2 separate regions of the Zea mays genome follow, and region 2 is linked to region 1. Evidence: chromatin contacts called from public Hi-C data. All regions are on one chromosome and are shown on one strand. The core of a region is the stretch at or near the end of the contact, and the rest is flanking DNA. Distances in the headings are between cores, read along the strand shown. Region 1 has its middle 21 kb from the start of LOC103638469. Region 2 overlaps LOC100273471 (RNA-binding (RRM/RBD/RNP motifs) family protein).

What was found. A called contact is a pair of places that touch in the nucleus more often than the background predicts.
Region 2: a contact with region 1 is called in a Hi-C map of ear, with 3 times the contacts expected there. The contact joins two enhancer-like sites. A contact is called at or near these places in 2 of 25 Hi-C or Micro-C datasets (ear and tassel).

What each region holds. Positions count from the first base shown.
Region 1 is chr9:72,463,655-72,468,462 of Zm-B73-REFERENCE-NAM-5.0, forward strand. No RefSeq gene overlaps it. Among protein-coding and RNA genes, the nearest start is that of LOC103638469, 21 kb to the left of the region's middle. Within about 2 kb of position 3,042, at least 17 of the 20 cell types and tissues checked have an H3K27ac peak or open chromatin away from gene starts, as enhancers often do. A contact at or near this core is called in ear, where this site is marked.
Region 2 is chr9:73,093,479-73,098,282 of Zm-B73-REFERENCE-NAM-5.0, forward strand. LOC100273471 (RNA-binding (RRM/RBD/RNP motifs) family protein) reads right to left here. Exons shown (of 5, transcript NM_001147908.1): 5 at 1,884-2,658. The coding sequence ends at 2,206. Among protein-coding and RNA genes, the nearest start is that of LOC100273471, 6.0 kb to the right of the region's middle. Within about 2 kb of position 2,328, at least 5 of the 20 cell types and tissues checked have an H3K27ac peak or open chromatin away from gene starts, as enhancers often do. A contact at or near this core is called in ear, where this site is marked.

The DNA.
Region 1 (4,808 bases), core at 1,792-4,291:
AAAGTAAACTTCAGAATGACTGTACCAACACCAAGAACACGCGCATGTGATTCATTCCCCATTAGCAAGGCTCCAGCCCCTTTGCACTGATAAGAAGAAAATAAAGAAATATCAGCACACGCATGAATGTTAGCACTAGTGTCAGCCTACCACTCAGGGGATTGACACACTGAAAGAACAGTAGGTAAAAGATTACCATACCCCGATGTTCTTTCTGTCTCACTAACAACCATGTTTGTTGTTTTCTTCTCTTGAGCTGGCTTTTTCTCTTGCTTAAATTTGTGGTCTGGACAAGTGCTTGCCCAGTGATCAGTACTCCCGCAAACAAAGCAACCAACTCCTTTGTTTTTCTTTTTAAACGAGGCTGCTTGCTTGGGCTTCGTGGCATTCTGCTGCTTGTTCTTCTTTTTATTATTATGTGACGCATTGAAGTTCTTCTTTTGTACCACATTGGCACTAGAAGTCTCAACTCCTTTTCCACGAGTGTATTTTGCTCTCACCCTCTCCTTAACATCAAGAGACCCATTAAGCTCAACCACACTAAACTCTTGCCTCTTATGTTTTAGAGTGGTAGTAAAATCCATCAAAGAAGGTGGCAGCTTAACGATAATACCGCCAGCCACGAACTTGTCAGGCAAGACACATGGGAACTGTTCGAGTTCCTTAGCCAGTGCATGTATTTCATGAGCCTGTTCAACTACAGGACGGTTCTCAACCATCTTGTAGTCAAACAGCTACTCCATGATGTACAACTCGCTATCAGCATCAGAAACACTGAACTTCTCATAACTCTTTTGCAGATGTGCACGTTAGATAAGAATCAACATACTTGTTCCCAAGAGCGCCAATCATGGCGCCTCGAAACAGGTTATCGGCAATGTCGAATACTCTCTCCTCCTCAGGAGTGAACTGTTCGGGTTTCCCCTATGCGGCGTGATAGCAGTTCATTGCAATCAACCACAATATCATCTTACTACGCCACCTCTTGTAAAATGTCTCATCAAAAGGTTCACATGGTTTTAACGCAGCAGCAAAACCACTAACAGAAAAATACCTAATATCAGGTTTTTGTATTGTTAGAGAAATATACATTTTCAGTTTTAATTTAATCCAGAAAATCACAGTGATGTATGTGACGACATGTATGTGCATGTGTATATCACTACTCACATAAGCAGTAAACAATAGTAAAACATGCACAATTACTAAAATCATAATATACCCTGCAAAGGGACCGATGCTCAATGCATCAGTGGCTCCATTCACACGAGACATCCCGTGTGTATATTCGATGTAGTCGTACGCAGTCCATACAGGCAGATGTACGCAGTGTAGTCCCTCGAACGGCGCCGACGACGAGGAACTTGATCAGCGTTGGTCGAGCGAAAGAAGCGAGTAGTCGCGAGTACGCTCCCCAAAAACCTGATCGCCGGCACACCCGTGCAAGTGTCTTTCAGCGGACGGCGATTTTGGAGGCCTGCTCTCCCACACTGTCTATGCTCGCAGAAGGTGGGACGGGAATGGCTTTGTGCAACGCGTCTGAGACTGTACGTGCGTACTGTGCTGTCAACCCAGAAGCAGCCTCCCCTACTCGTATATATACAGGCGCAGAGGGAGGCCAACGAGGCCAATAGACAGTAACGGTTGCCATCAGAGCTACCGTTACACACATCAATGACGTTCGTTACTAGCTGACACCCATTACTGTTAGGAATGAATATTCGGACCAAGGTCCGATCTACCACGACCATGGCCCTGCCCGGCCGGCGGCGTGCGCGTGTGGCAGTTCTTCACCCTTTTCTCATTTTTTCAATAGATGCACCGACGGTCCACCTATTTAAGTTGATTAAATTGTTCATTAAACTTTCGGTATGGTACTAAAGTACTAGTAAACCGTAGCATTAAAGTGGACATCTAACATTGTTTATTATTAATATTAATATGGGTAAGACCCACATTAATTCAATAGATAGAGCCCTACTTTTGCATCTAAATGATTATTACTTCCGTTCTCGAAAATTTGTCGTCCGTTGGTTTATTTTTAAACTAAAACATGAAAAGAAGGGAGAGAGTATTATTTAGAAAAGGCGCCGCTAAATTAACAAACAAAAATTGCCGTCTAAGTTACATTATCTAGGATCAACAGGAGACTGGAAAAATAGAAATACAATATCGTGCCATGACAGAAACAATGGAGAGAGAGAAAGAGAGAAGATGTTACCTTCGTGTTCCACTGGAAACTTGTAACAGTTGTGTCTCTTTAAAATAAGGTCAAATGCAATAGCAGAGAGTCCGGCAAAATATCCCAACCTGACCGGACAATCCGTCCTAAAGCTGTGGCGCAGATCAATGCCGCCGCACGGTCGCACCGGAGCCGCTGTCTGACTGGCGCACGTCGCGCTGCCTCTGCGGACGGGACGTCGAACATGGGACGCACAGAGACACCCCTCTCCGCGCCGCGACCGCGCGGGCGTCGCTGGCGAGCACCCGCCACCGCCAGCGACAGGAGTCAGCACTCAGCAGTGGCCACTATGCTCGCATCGCATCGCAGCGCATCGCATGTGGCGTGCCGAGACTGCCGCATGTGAGTTTCTGCTCCACAACTGGGTATCGCACCAGTCTAGCGCATTGCGGCAAAAGGAGCCAGACGCCGGCCGACCCGCTGCGCGCGGTGTTACCGACCAGAGGGGGAGCAGTGGTCGAGGTCCAACTTGGCTGATTGGATCGGGGAAGAATATTGAGCTCTCTCTTTCTCACTGTTTATGTTTGTGGTAGTGAGAGGCGGCCGCACTAGCAGCCAGCAGCACAGCATGCGTCGCGGACGAGGCCGCTAGTTTGGACTTGGACGGATGCCGGCCGGTTGCATTGATGCACCATGCAAAAATGCCTATAGTTTTCGTCGTATCAGCTGAATGATTTTCGTCAACAATGGCACGACAAAAAATAGTTTTATATCAACAGAAATAAACTAATATCTGTTAGCATATAGCCCACGCTACGATCGTAAGGAGGGGAGAGGAGGGGTTAGCTGTGGCCGCGGTGGCAAGCGTGAGGGAGAGAGGACGGTGGGGACACATGAGAGGGAGAGGTTGGGTCACGGGAGTGAGATGAGGAATTATCCAAATAATATTGTCTATTCAGCAATAATGTGAACTCTTGGTTTTGATGGTGTGTCAAACATATGTGCAATTTGTTTGGTAATTTTAGTAGAGCTTATGAGTGTGGAGGTGATTTGTTTGGGTGGGTTTTATAAAGTTTAAACTAATAGATTATATAATAGTATAGATATTTTTTTACTAGCTTCTGATTCTTACATATTAATAGATAAAAACTAGTGGCTTGACAAATATTCATTAATCGTTAAGCTATCCGTGATTTTGGTTAAGAGGGTGGATGATCCAGCCTCATCCGCCAGTGGCTTCAAAAGCGTGCTAGTAAAATCAAGGCTGGGCATTTGGTTTTACCCCACAATTCGGGTCGGATTTTTTTGGTTTTTAAAAGTTCGGGTTTTAACAAGTGAGAACCGAAATAGACATTGGGTATTTGAGAACCGAATATTCGGGTAACTGAAATTGATAATAGGTTTTCGTGTTTGCCCGAATTATACCAACCATCCGCCAATCTGCCATATAGGCGTCCAACACATACAGGAGTACAGAATACAGACATACAGTCCATATGCACAGGCGGTCCAGCACATCTGTACATACTGAGATACACGCGTTCAGCACAACTTCAATCTGGCAGACTCAAATATACCACAACTCTCCGGTCACCATTCTGCACAAGCATAAGCACAAGTGCACAAGTGCGTTCAGCAATCAGCCCAAGTGCACAACTCCGGTCAGCATTCTGTGATTCACTGATTCTAATATAGCAAAACCACAGAAGCACTGACAGAGACACAGAGTAACAGTCCAACAGAGGCGGCGACCGGCGGGCGGGCGGGCGGGCGGTGACCGGTGTCTGTGGCTCTGCGTCACTGCATGGCCAGGAGGAGGTGCCGCGGTGGCAGGCGTCTGCGTCTGCCCACTCGCCCAGGTGAGAGCCGGGAGGCATGGCAGGCTGGCCGGCTGGCGGCCGTCGGGCCTGCGGCCTGCAACTCTGCGAGTGAGAGACAGTGGATGGCATTGGAAGGTGGCTGCGACGTGGAGTGCCAGACTGCCGGTGCCAAAGTGGGCGACGAGCTGACGACGGTAGACGGCAGAGGCGCAGACGGCACTGGGCACTAGACAATGGCGGGCGGCGGCCACCGGACCTGGAGTCCTGGACTGCCTGCAAGGCTGCAACCCTAACACAATACTGCAGTCTCCAGTAGCACAGTGTCCAGGACCTCCAGGTAAGGCCGGCAGTTCGGCACTCGGCACGACAGGTTTGGGCCTTGGCTAGTTGCCCAGTGCTGGGCGCCTGGTGTCAGCTGGTGTTGGGGCCTGTTCGGGCCTTTCGGTTAACCGAAATAAAAAAAACCGATTTTTTACATTTAATTCGGTTTTTTTGAACATATACCCGAAATAAAAACCGAGTCCTGAAATATCGTTCTATTCGGTCTCGGTTTTGAGTGTTTTGAGTTCGGTTTTCGGTGTCGGTTTCTTTTGCCCAGTCCTAGAAAAACGGCCGACCAACTAGCTGTATAGGTGTACATGTAAGGCAAATCACAATGGACATTTCATAACACTCTTTCCAACACTGCCACATCATGAAGAGTGTCATGAAACTAAGAATAAAACAATGTTTCTCAATGCAAAATTTCACTTCATTATTTTATAGACTAACATACCAATTAAATGTTGCAACTAAACAACCAATAG
Region 2 (4,804 bases), core at 1,078-3,577, 630 kb after region 1:
TTTTGCCAAGGCGAAGGTATAAATGTACCTAAATATTATATTTTGATATTTAGGTTCATATAATAAAATATGTGAATAATGTTATCTATTTTTGGTACATCTTTCTTTAATGTTTCATGTTTTATATTTTATTTCATATTATTTTGTAATTATGATCACGAAGGTGTAACCTTCGTGATATTCTACTCATGGCTTTCGTCCGAAGTTCATTAAATCCTTGGGGGAGATAATGCTTCAGCGGGCGAAGGGCATTAATATTTAACATTTTATATTGTCTTGTTCTTAATTCATAGCATTTGATAACAAGTCCCCAACAGTATAGATATCCGAACGGGCCGTGCCTACCAGGCGGCCCGTGGCATGGCACGTTTTTAGCCCGTCGCGAGCACAACATGCCCCGGTGGTGGGTGGGTCTGGGCTAGCAGGCCTATTATTCGTGCCAGACTTGGGCCATTGGTGTGGCAAGACCGACTGGACCTGGCATGGCTTTTTTTTACGGTGCATATGTACGTATATTAAAAAACAACTATAATCATTCTATCATAAATAAACCTTGAACTCACTTGGCTAGCCTCGTGCGTTTACAATGCGTTTGGTTTGAGGTCAAAGTGGGGATGGAGCGGGGGCGACACCGTCCCCTCGATTTTTTGGATCACACCGCCACCAAAAACTACTCCGATGTTTATCTCGCCCCTACGTGACTCTCATCCAAACACTATAGAAACTATGGCCGCCCTCTCCCATCCCACTATGTACATCCAACCAAACCCCAGCCTCTAGAGCTATCTTGCCTAGGTTCCAAACCCCAGCCTATATTTTCGTTGTTTAATCTGCAAAAGCTAAATACTAATAAAAATTATATTTAGCTAATTTCTATAGATAAAGTCTAATTTTCCTCAGCCTTTGATAGACAAAAAAAAGATCATATCACTACTATCGTCAATGTTCTATTTTCTTTTCTTTTAATAAATTTGGAACAACAGTAAGGTGACAACCACATATAGCTCCAGCTATCAAAAATGGATACATGGTTAGCACATTGTTAAAGTAAATATAAGCCTAAATTAATTAAGGTTGGCTAGCCAATTCATATAATGTATGGCCCATAGTTAAGCTATGCATAAGTCTAAACTATGGTTGGCTCACGTTTTGGTGCACTAGAGCTAATTTAAACTAATTTTAACTAGCTAGTAATTATCTATTAAACTAATTTTAGCTAGCCACTAATTAGCCATGGTATCCAGACAGGACTTAGAGCCCGTTTGGGAGGGCTCCAGCTCCTTTAAAAATGACTTCCTCCGGCTCCTCTAAAGAATTAGCTTCTTCGCAGGAGCCCATACTTTTTGCAAATCGTTTCGCAAAACCGTGCTTCTCTGTTGCGCCGGCCAAAAACCGAGTGCCAGCCATGGACAGACCGTGCGTCGTGCCGTGGGCAGCAGCTAGGCCTCGACTAGCCTCAACGCGCCATGCTTGGGCGGCTGCCAAGGCAGTGCCGTGACCTGCGCCGGCCACTTGGACGCCTAGTGTCGCAGCCTGAGCAGCAACCAAGGACGGGGCGCCGGCCAAAGGCAGGCCGTGCGTCCATGGAAGCAGCCAGGTCTATATACGAGCCATACACAGAGCCAAAATTTTTGGCTCCGGCTCTCAACCTTATTTTGGCTCCTGCTCGTGTGCAAGAGCTGGTTTGGGAGGTGGTGTTTGGGACGGCTTCAGCGAGGAACCGGTACTAGAGCTGGACAGAAGCCCTCCCAAACGCCCCATTAGAAACACGATAGCGTGCATTCAGATCAAGATAGCAACCCACACAATTTAATAGTATCAGTCAATCATTTGCAAAGCTTCTCTCCACATATGTAGAGATAGCAAGTCTCTGATCAGTGAGTGAATGTTACAACAACGTACATCTGTTCCATTACACCATAATGTTACTACCACAAAGATAATAGTTTCAAGGGCATTCTAAGGCTCATGCCAGACTACGAGAATTTCAGCTGCAGCTTCTACAGAAAGCTCGGGGTGGGGGCGGTTCAGGGTTCAGCGACTATAGACTATAGAATCGTTGATGTGCAATGCAAGTTCCAAGGAAAAAAATGTCCAGATGCCGCTGATTCAACAAGACGAATGGAATGTTCCATTTTCTCAGTAGCAGAAACGAGGAAAGGTATGGCTTTATTATCAGATCCTAGAGAAACACAGAATGGATGATCATTTCCCATAAGGGTGGTATCTGCTGGAGCCCCGACCACCAGCGCTGCCACCCCCACCCATGCCTCCAGCACCACCGTAGCTGCCATATCCTCCCCCACCATACCCTCCTGGAGCACCATACGCACCACCTCCATAGGCACCACCATATGACCCGTAGGCACCATATGGACCTCCATACATGGAGCCACCATATGCAGAGCCATAACCTGAGCCATAGCCAGAAGTAGCACCATATCCATACCCTCTGCCATAGGCACCATATGCTGTGCTGCCATAATATGCTGCAGCAGCTGATCGGTAACCACCACCATATCCATAGCCGCCACCGCTGTTCACAGAAACACCACTACCACGGTATGAATCACGATGACCACCACCACGGCTGTGTCTTCCGTTTGAGCTTGAATCACCAGCGCCAGGTTTCTTTGGTTCAGCTTTCTTAATTTCAACCTGCAAATTGTAGAGCAATTGAAGAATTTAATCAAACAATTTTCAAATTCACTCCTGTTGCAATGAAACATCAAATATAACAGCAGAAATTATAACACATAGGTAACTTCTAACAAAGAGAAGTTATGCACCTCTACTATAATTCTATAAAGTCAAGGCATAAAATCCTAACCAGAGGTCACTAGGTAAAATTTGTATCAATGAACGATGTTAAGTGATACCAAGTCCCAGCATAGGATGCAGATTGCCAAGTCTACCAAACAAATGATATATCTTCTAGTTTTCCGGATATTCTGATTTATTTTGGTTTCCAGCCATATGCAGTCTAAATTATTTAATTTCCTACAATAGGTCTGATTTATTTAATTCTCTGCCATGTGTGGTCTAATTTATTCAATTTCCTGCCACATGGGGCATTGTTCTGTATTCTTATTACCACTACCATTTGTGTTCCAGTTCATTTAACTTTATCTCAAACAACAGATATTGGTATACAAAAAATATACAACAATACGCCCATGGTTTTAAAGGCGTCGCATAGGCATCCAGGCGCCCCAAAGTGGCTAGGCGTCCCCATCACCCAGCGAAGAACCAGCAAGAGGGAGAAGGGGAAGGGGCGCGTTGAATCGGGCGGCGGCGACCCGAATCGGGGCGTCGACGACCAAATCAGCTAGGCGGTGGCTCGAATCGGAGCGGCGGCTGCCAGAATCGTGGTGGCGACGCTCGAATCGAGGTTAGTGGCGCCAAATCTGGGGTGGCGATGGCTGCTTCGAGGGCAGGGGCGGCTCCATCAGCGGGAGGAGGGCAACAGGGAGGATATGTGGGCTAGATGGTGGGCTGGGCCTGCTACCCCTTCCCTTCATTTTTTCTTTTTCTTTTTTTCTTTCTCTTCCTCTCCATTTTATTGTCTTGCTTGTTCTTAGATAGATAAGGTGTCACCTTGCTCGCCTTAGGCTTCGCCTAGGCGTCTGGGCGGTGGTCCAACGCCTTAACTCGCCTTACCGCTTTAAGAACCATGAATACGCCATAACTTGCCATGAATGTCTCCTATAGACAAACTTTATATAGCCCTAATGAATCCTTAATGCATAAATCCAAAACAAGACAACCTAAGATAGACATACAAGTGTATTATCGCTGGAAATTCTCCATGAAGGGTGATACAAGGAGAACAGAAGCAGTGCTCTAAAAGATGTGAATAAAAATCATGTGCTTGAACTATAATTCGGACAGTGAGGGAAAAACCGTCCCCATGGGGTTGTTTGGAAGAAGAAACGGCAGTCTTTAAACACACAAACCGCCTGAATCCTGACAATGCAGACCCTACAGTGCTGGTGTCCGCAGGCACACAGCCCAGGTTCAGCGCCCCATGACTACCCTCAGGTAGGACCACACCAGTCAGTCACACAGGCCAACTGCCACCATTATCATAGGGTAGTGCCCTGCAACTATTTCACAGGTTGCCAGCAAGGGAGGTTTTTAACCAACCCTGAAATTCACTTCCACTGTACCACAGAGAATCAAACCCAGGTGCTGGTAGGGGTGACAATGGGCTCTAAATTTTACAGTATAAGATTTAAGGATCAGATCGGACTAGGATCGGGCTCTATTTCTATTCATTTTTGAACTAAAATTTATTTAGGACCCTAACCTTTTGTGAAGAAGCATTTGGATCGCGATCCATTACCACCCCTAGGTGCTGGATTAAGCCTGCTAATCGAGCTGAACCCGCCCTGACCTGCAGCTTATGAAGCAGTTTCCCCAACCCAAACCCTATACAGAAAATCAGCTAACAAACCCACCCCAACCCGCCCCATGGCTCTTTATAAACTCACTACAATCCTCGTCCTACCTTCCGCATACGCTCATAAAAAAGCATGTCATCAAAAAGAAGAAAAAAACCTCAGCAACATTGGTCCTCCAAGGGCTCGCCGTGGACCTAGAGACATGGCGCATGCTCTGTCACGTGTCGGGTGATGGCAGTGCTGGCCGCACGCCCAGACCTCTTCCTCTCCTCCGCGAGCACCACCGTTTCTCCTCAGCGCCTCTCTGCCGACGCTTTCCTGTTCCCGTGTGTGGCCTCCACTTCCATGGCCTGGCCTGACGCCAAGCACCACCCCATACCCATCCCCAGTGAACTCATCTC